Regions from separate parts of the Ovis aries genome. Here region 1 is linked to region 2. The links are chromatin contacts, called in public Hi-C maps. All regions are on one chromosome and are shown on one strand. Each heading gives the region's core, a stretch centred on a gene start, on an enhancer-like site or on the middle of the called end of the contact. The rest is flanking DNA. Distances are from core to core; before and after follow the strand shown. Region 1 has its middle 100 kb from the start of TGFB2. Region 2 overlaps TGFB2 (transforming growth factor beta 2).

Region 1 (3,397 bases), core at 757-3,256, 71 kb before region 2:
GTAGGACCATTGAGCATAGACAGAGCGCCCGTCTTAAGGAATCATGAACTTTTTTCCACTCCACTGCTTTTCAAAATGTCTTAGGAAGGAAACGGGGTAACAGAGTTTGGTCTAATTGGCCCAAATTGTTCTCTATTATTGGCACAAATATCTAGCCATTAGCAGATTGTGTGTGTGTGTGTGTGTGTGTGTGTGTGTGCACAAGTGTGCGCTCAGTCCCTTCAATCATGTCCTACCTACTCTTTGCGACCCCATGGACTATAGCCCACCAGGCTCTTCTGTCCGTGAGATTTCCAAGGCAAGAATACTGGAGTGCGTTGCCATTTCCTACCCCTGGGGATCTTCCCGATTCAGGGATCAAGCCCCCATCTCTTAAGTCTCCTGCACTGGCAGGCAGGTTCTTTATTGCTAGTGCTACATCAGACCTACAATAAACCAATTTCACATGGTCTGATCTAATAAGTTTACTAGACTTATTTTCTGTTGTTTGTTACTAAGAACTTTAATACATTTCCAATGCATTTCACAATGTATTATTATAACCCACTAGTATCATTTCCATGTGTCTGTCATCTCAAAACTGCTATATTCCCAGTACCTGCAGAGTGCATGCCACATCACAGGTGGTCAATAAATACTGGATAAATTAACTGCTTTTGACTTCCATATTGTACTTTGTATATTAACATTTATATACCTAGTTATTTCAGAAGACTAAAAACTTCATGGCCAGAGATTGTGGACTTTTTTTTTAAATCTCTGCATCTCCATCAATTTATACAGATCCTGCTAATATTAAAAGTTTCTGGGACTTCCCTGGTAATTGAGAGGCTGACTCCACACTCCCAATGAGGGAAGCCAAGTTCAATGCCTGGTCACTGAAAGAGATCCCACACAGCACAACTAAGAATTCATATGCTGCAACTTAAGATCCCGAATGCCATGACAACGATGGAAGTTCACGTGTGCCACAACTAAGACGCTGCGCAGCCAAAGAAATACGCATTTTTAAAAAGCTGCTGAGAGGCTGAACTCAAAAAGTTATTTTTTGAGAAAAAAGAGTCCATGTAGATCGTCTACTTCAAGTTCCTATTTTGCACAGGCTGTTAGTTTAAGTGATAAAAGTCAGGCATCTAACTTCTCAATTACAAAAGCAAAAAAATAGTCACTGTTTCAGTTACCATCACTGTATAACCAATCACCCCAAATTGGTGGCTTAAAATAGCAACAATCATTTTGATCATTGCCTTCTGTCGACAACTTCATACACCCTCCAACAGAATTTTCTATTGTCACCGAACTCGAGTTTGGCTGCTGTTCACTTGAAAGTGTTAATTGGAAAGGAAAGGATGCTTTATTTAGGAGGCTGGCAACCTGCAGACTCATGTCCGAAATTGAACTCTGAAGATTATGCACAGCCATGAAAGTTTTTTAAGGGTGAATCATTTGGGGAGGGGGTCAGAGTCTGTTTTCTTCCACCGTGTGCAGGCTTCCTCCAGACTGGGTGGTAGGTAACGAGACAACAGGGCGGTGCTCCAGGAATCGTCCGCTCAGCCCAAAGCTCCCATCCTCCCTCCAGGTGGGGGCCTTTATTCCTGCAGAAGAACTAGGTTCCTGTTAACATATATCCTCGGAGGAGGAAGCCGGATCCTGCTTTATTGATGCAGTACTGTTTCTTAACTGTTTCTCCTTAGTTTCTACATTCCTTCCTTTCCCTGATTAGCAACTCCTCGAATCTGCCTTTTGGAGCTCAGGGAAGGTCAAGGAAGCTTATTTCCTACAAACAAGTGGGGGACACAGAAAGGATTGGTACCCAGGAGGGTCCTACTCCACTTCACTATTAATAAAGATGTTTCCTGATGCTTGCTCTTTCCGGAGACTTAAGACTTCTGAACACACTGGGGCTGAAATGACATTCCAATAGATGCAGTCATAACTGGAGCTCTGTAATAGACACAGATTAATGAGTAACTTGCTTTAAGAGACTCTTGGGTTGAGGTGAAAGCTTTCAGAGATACTCTCACTTCTGTTGCTGTGTAACTAGACTGTGATTTCGGAAACTCGTTATAGTTACTCACACTACATTTCTGCAAATATGTTCATCAACATTTACTGTCTTGTGAAATACTTGATAACTACCAAATGTGGCTGAAGTTTTGATCTAGATCAGAGTTTTTCAGTCTCTGCAATACTGACATTTTTTTGGCTAGAAAATTCTTCACTGAAGGAGACTGTCCTGTGCATTGTGGGATGCTTAGCTGCATGCCTGGCCTCTACCTCCTCGATGCCAATAGCACTTTCTGAGTTGTGACAAATAGAAATGTCTCCAGACTTTGTCAGATGTCCCATGGGGGAAAGGGGGGGAGGGCAAGCAGCTCCCAGTTCAGAATAATTGGTTTAGATGGAGCAAGTTAGCCATGGGAGATAAATCAAGATACACACACTTAGTAAGTTGCAGTGATGATTTTGTTGATGATGATATTGCTGGCAACAGAATCAATGGTAAGTATAATTGGGCTCATTGTTTCTTTCACTCTAAACTGTGAGCTCCTGGGGTGCAGAACTAATTACTGTTCACTGTGGTGGAATAAGCATCTGAAGCCCTCTTTGCTGAGTCTCCACTTGTAGCAGCAACGTGCTTCCAGTCTTTCTTCCTCATGAACAGCGGTTTATCAATTCCTTCATGCTGGGTTATAGCCCAGCCAATCTTGGATCGGCAAATGAGAGGCTTGGCTCTGCTGGAGAAAGTATTGGGGAAGAAGGGCTTCTTCCTTCTCCATTTCCTCTAAAATCAGCCAAAGAAGTGGCTGCTGATTCTGCTTCCACCAGAGATGGTCAACCAAGCCTCAGCGCCTGCAGCAAGGAAAATACAGCGGGAGGGCAGATTACAGCACTTTCTTTAGGGTTTCACTGAAGTGAAATTCACCCCCCTCTACCAAGAGCATCACCTACTGAAGGCTCAGATTGAAGGAGCTGTTTTGTTCACTTGTGTGAACCTACAACCTAAAACCTAGAAAAAAATCTAGTATATATGATATGCTTGGTAATTATTTGTTGAATGAATTATAGTGAAGAGTTATTTTATGCTCACTGGAGCAATCATAGAAATACACACAGAGCATCCTACCAACCAAGAGGGGGAAAAAAGGAATTTACAAAGGACTTTGTAGACCACCTAATCTAACTCTTTTTTTAATTGAAAAAGACACTGAAAGTGATATCTCTGCATCCCAGATAGTGTGCCAATGGTTGGGTTGGGGGTATAATCCCATCTCATGCTTTGATTTCTGCCATAGGCGAAGTTGTATAGTGGCCTTCCTTGGTGGGTCAGTTGGTAAAGAATCTGCCTGCATTGCAAGAGATACAGTTTCAACCCCTGGATCAGGAAGATCCCCTG
Region 2 (3,568 bases), core at 108-2,607:
GGTCAATTAATGGGACTAATGATGATAATGGCAAATATGAGGTGGGGGTCTTGTTTCTGCCCCTTATTAGCTACAGATCTGGGGAGTGATTTCATCTATCTCTGTGCTTTGGTTTCCTCCCATGTGAAATGGAGAAAATAATAATATCTACCTAGTGTTGCCAGGATCAAATGAGTCAGTATCTCTAAAGTGCTTAGGAAGGTCCCTAGGGTAGAAGCACTACATGGATATAAGTAATAAATGTTATTATTATAAATATTGTTCTTTTTGTTGTTATTGTTTATTTTGGACAAAATACTAAGTGTGAATAAAAGAAACTGATACAGATTCTTAGTGAAGGGTGACTGGTTCCCCCCATAAGTAAAAGAAGTTAAGCATAATTAGGCATCTTTAGGTTCACCTTTCTCTCCATTAAATAGCAGCAAGTAGAGAAAAGTGGAAAAATTGGATTCTAACACAGCCTTAATCTGTGACTTAAACCTTGGGCTTCACTGATTTGATCAGGACTGAACCTCCCTCAGTTAAGAGCACAGAAAAAGGACACCATTTTCCATTGGCTTCATCTTACTTTCCGAATAGCCAACCTCAGCATTTTTAAAGAAAACCTCCTCCCAAATGGCAACCTTGAGAAAAACCATCAAGGCGGGAACTAAGAAAGGTACACCACTGTCCTAAGAATAAAGGAAATAGAGCATACTCTTCTCTAGGTCTGCTTTGACAGTTAGAGGTAGTCGTGAAGCCTGACGTCCCCTGTGGGTAATGGAAGGTCTGGGATTTCCAGGATGACAGCTCAAGGCTGCTGCCAGACACCCTTCTGGCTTCACTGGCCTGGGAAGGTGCTGCCCCGTGAGGAATGGCCAAGTCCAGACAGCGAGCAGGTGAAGGCTGCCTCCGTCCTCTGCACACCTGTCTCCCACCCTCCCTTCCTCTCCTCCCCTCTGACCTCCCCGAGCATTCACAACCCCTCCCGCTGCCTGAGTTCCCTACTGTGTAAGAACAAGAAGGAAAAAGCAGCACAAGACACATAAGGAATGAAAACGAAGCTGAGGGCTACTGGGGACCTCAAGATTCCTGTTACAAAGGATGAAACAGGAAGCCAGTTGTACCGGCAGAGAGAGGGCAAGATTGTTTACTCGGTAAGGCTTGCTGGGACCTCAGGCCACATCCTCCGGAGACATCTATCCTGTGTCCCTGTGATGCTGAGGCCACAGACACCCCAGGCCAGGACAGGACGGGGCTTCCCAGGGGTCAGGAGTGGGGCATGCGAGACAACACAGGAGCCGGCAAACCAGCACAAGAGGGGGACTTTCTGTTCTTTGTATTCGAAGAAGCCTGTGTCTCTCAACAGTCTACGACCGACCGGGGAGGAGCAGTAAACTGAATGAATCACAGTACTGACTGGGGGTGGGGCTGGTGGGGAGGGATGTCCTTGTGGTTAACCACATTTTACTGGGTTTTTTATTGATTGCAGTTGTATTCAAAGAGACATGACTCAGACATACCGTATCCGAAGCCACGTAAAGCAGTGGGTTCTAATGGAATTTCAATGTATGGAAACGTCAAGAACTGTACTCTGAGACGGGAAAAGCTTTGCTATCAACACAGACATCATTTGCTTCTGTCCTTTAACAGCTGAAGGAGACACTGACTTTCCTATTTCCCTTTCCATACGGAGGTTGTGGCTATTCACCACTCAGGTGCACGTAGCAATCTGCATACAATACAGATCAAATTTTTTTTAAGTTGTTTTCATTACTCAATCATTTTGTCTTTGTGTTACCATTGGCCTTGGCTTGTAAATATCATTCAGCAACTTTTGAATGGTTCCGCTGCTTTGCGTAGGGTGGTGGGTTATCAACTTTTTTCACCAATAGGTTATAAGCAGCATAACTTGGGGGCAGCCATAATAGAAGAATAACAATAAAAAGAATAAGAACACTGACAAAACCAATTTCACACGTTTTGAGGCGCATCCCCTCTGTCCTGTACCCACTGTGATTATTGCATTTTGGTGTGAGCTAAGAAACTGAGGCTTAAAGAAGGAGCACGCCCAACCATTGTTCTAGCGAAAGGAATCTGGTGTCCCCACTCACACCTGTGTCCTAGGATTGCAGTGCCTTCCCCTGGGCTATCCGTGCTGCCTCTTCTGGGGGGTCCACCCCTACTCTCCCCATTTTTATCCACCCGTGTGAGTCAGGCAGCAAGCCCTGGAGGCTGTACATGCTCAGTGAATATTTATTGAATTAAATTGAATCAAACAATATTTTCCACATTACTGCTTTCAGTGACAGTTCAGGAAGAGATTAAAGTAAAATAACACACACAAAAATGTTGTTTAAACTGAAAACAAAAGTATGATCAGGAGCCTATGTGGCTTCTGATAATATTTCTAATATTTTGATATTTCAGAATATCTAATATTTTTATATTTCTGATATTTCTAATATTTCGCTCATTTCATAGTAGCCTACTTTGGCAAACAAAAGTGAACTGGAACATATCTCAAAGGTTAATATGTATATGTCTGTGCATGTATATCATGTATAATATTGTCTATATATAATGGAACCAGCAGAATGCTTAAAAATAAAGTGAAATAACAAGAGAGAGAGATGTACTACTTAGCTGCAGAAATAGTTACTAACAAAGAGAGTTCTTTCAGGCAGGTTCTGAGAATTTTGAGCCCTTCTGATAAAACCGAGAATATCATTCTGCCTTACTTACCTCTACCAATATTTAAATGATATCTCCAATATTATTTTTGTCTAACAGAAATTGGAACTATTTTCAACTTTTTCCTAGGCTTAAAAAATATCTATCACTTGCTTTTCTCAACATATGACTTGATATTAAAAATCTGGGCTGGAATTTCTGGTTTTCTTAGAGTTCTCAGGATACAAAAAAATAAGAAAAGTTAAGTCTTTACTGATCACCTTGAATGAATGAATGAATGAATGAATAAAAAATATATTCACTCCCTACCACATGCAAGGCATTTTTATGTGCTAACCTCTCTCTCTTTTTAAGTACCATTTAAAAGAGTATTTTTTTAAAATTAATTTTCATTTTAGAGAAGAGAAAAATGAGGTTCAGAGAGGGTAAGTGACTTGCCTAATATTTCACAGTCAGGATTTTTACCCCGGATTCTCCTTTATGCAAAGTCTATGTTTTCTTTCTATTATATCACAGACTCTGTCACACTCGAGAGTCATCTTCGGCTCATGTGTGAGTCACTTTCTTGGCTTATCAACAGTAGGCTGGGATCAAAAAACCAAAGGTTGACATCCTCATAGAGTTGAAAGGAAGGGACCACCGTCTGTTATAACAAAGCAAAAGAAACAGAGAGGCCCATTATATGAACTCGTCTGTCTAGACAGATGACTAAACAGGGGTCCCTCCAGGGTTAGACTTGAATTTCCTCTGTTCAGCCTGTTGGATAGTTAGCAATAAAAAAAAAAAAAAAAATTTTGCTCAAAGGCTGTGGTACTAATCCAAGCCCTCCTACACTACCCAGAGAGTAGTTTGAAAGTCATTTCTGTGCAGCCTGCATGTGTTAAAGTTTCAAGCA

Evidence for each region. Hi-C and Micro-C count contacts between places; a contact is called where the count stands out from the background.
Region 1: a Hi-C map of skin fibroblasts shows a contact between it and region 2, with 3 times the contacts expected there. The contact joins two enhancer-like sites. A contact is called at or near these places in 2 of 16 Hi-C or Micro-C datasets (skin fibroblasts and tail adipose tissue).

The regions. Positions count from the first base shown.
Region 1 is chr12:21,139,585-21,142,981 of ARS-UI_Ramb_v3.0, reverse strand. No RefSeq gene overlaps it. Among named protein-coding and RNA genes, the nearest start is that of TGFB2, 100 kb to the right of the region's middle. Within about 2 kb of position 2,006, at least 6 of the 54 cell types and tissues checked have an H3K27ac peak or open chromatin away from gene starts, as enhancers often do.
Region 2 is chr12:21,067,625-21,071,192 of ARS-UI_Ramb_v3.0, reverse strand. The region is part of intron 2 of TGFB2 (transforming growth factor beta 2); the gene reads right to left. Among named protein-coding and RNA genes, the nearest start is that of TGFB2, 29 kb to the right of the region's middle. Within about 2 kb of position 1,357, at least 15 of the 54 cell types and tissues checked have an H3K27ac peak or open chromatin away from gene starts, as enhancers often do.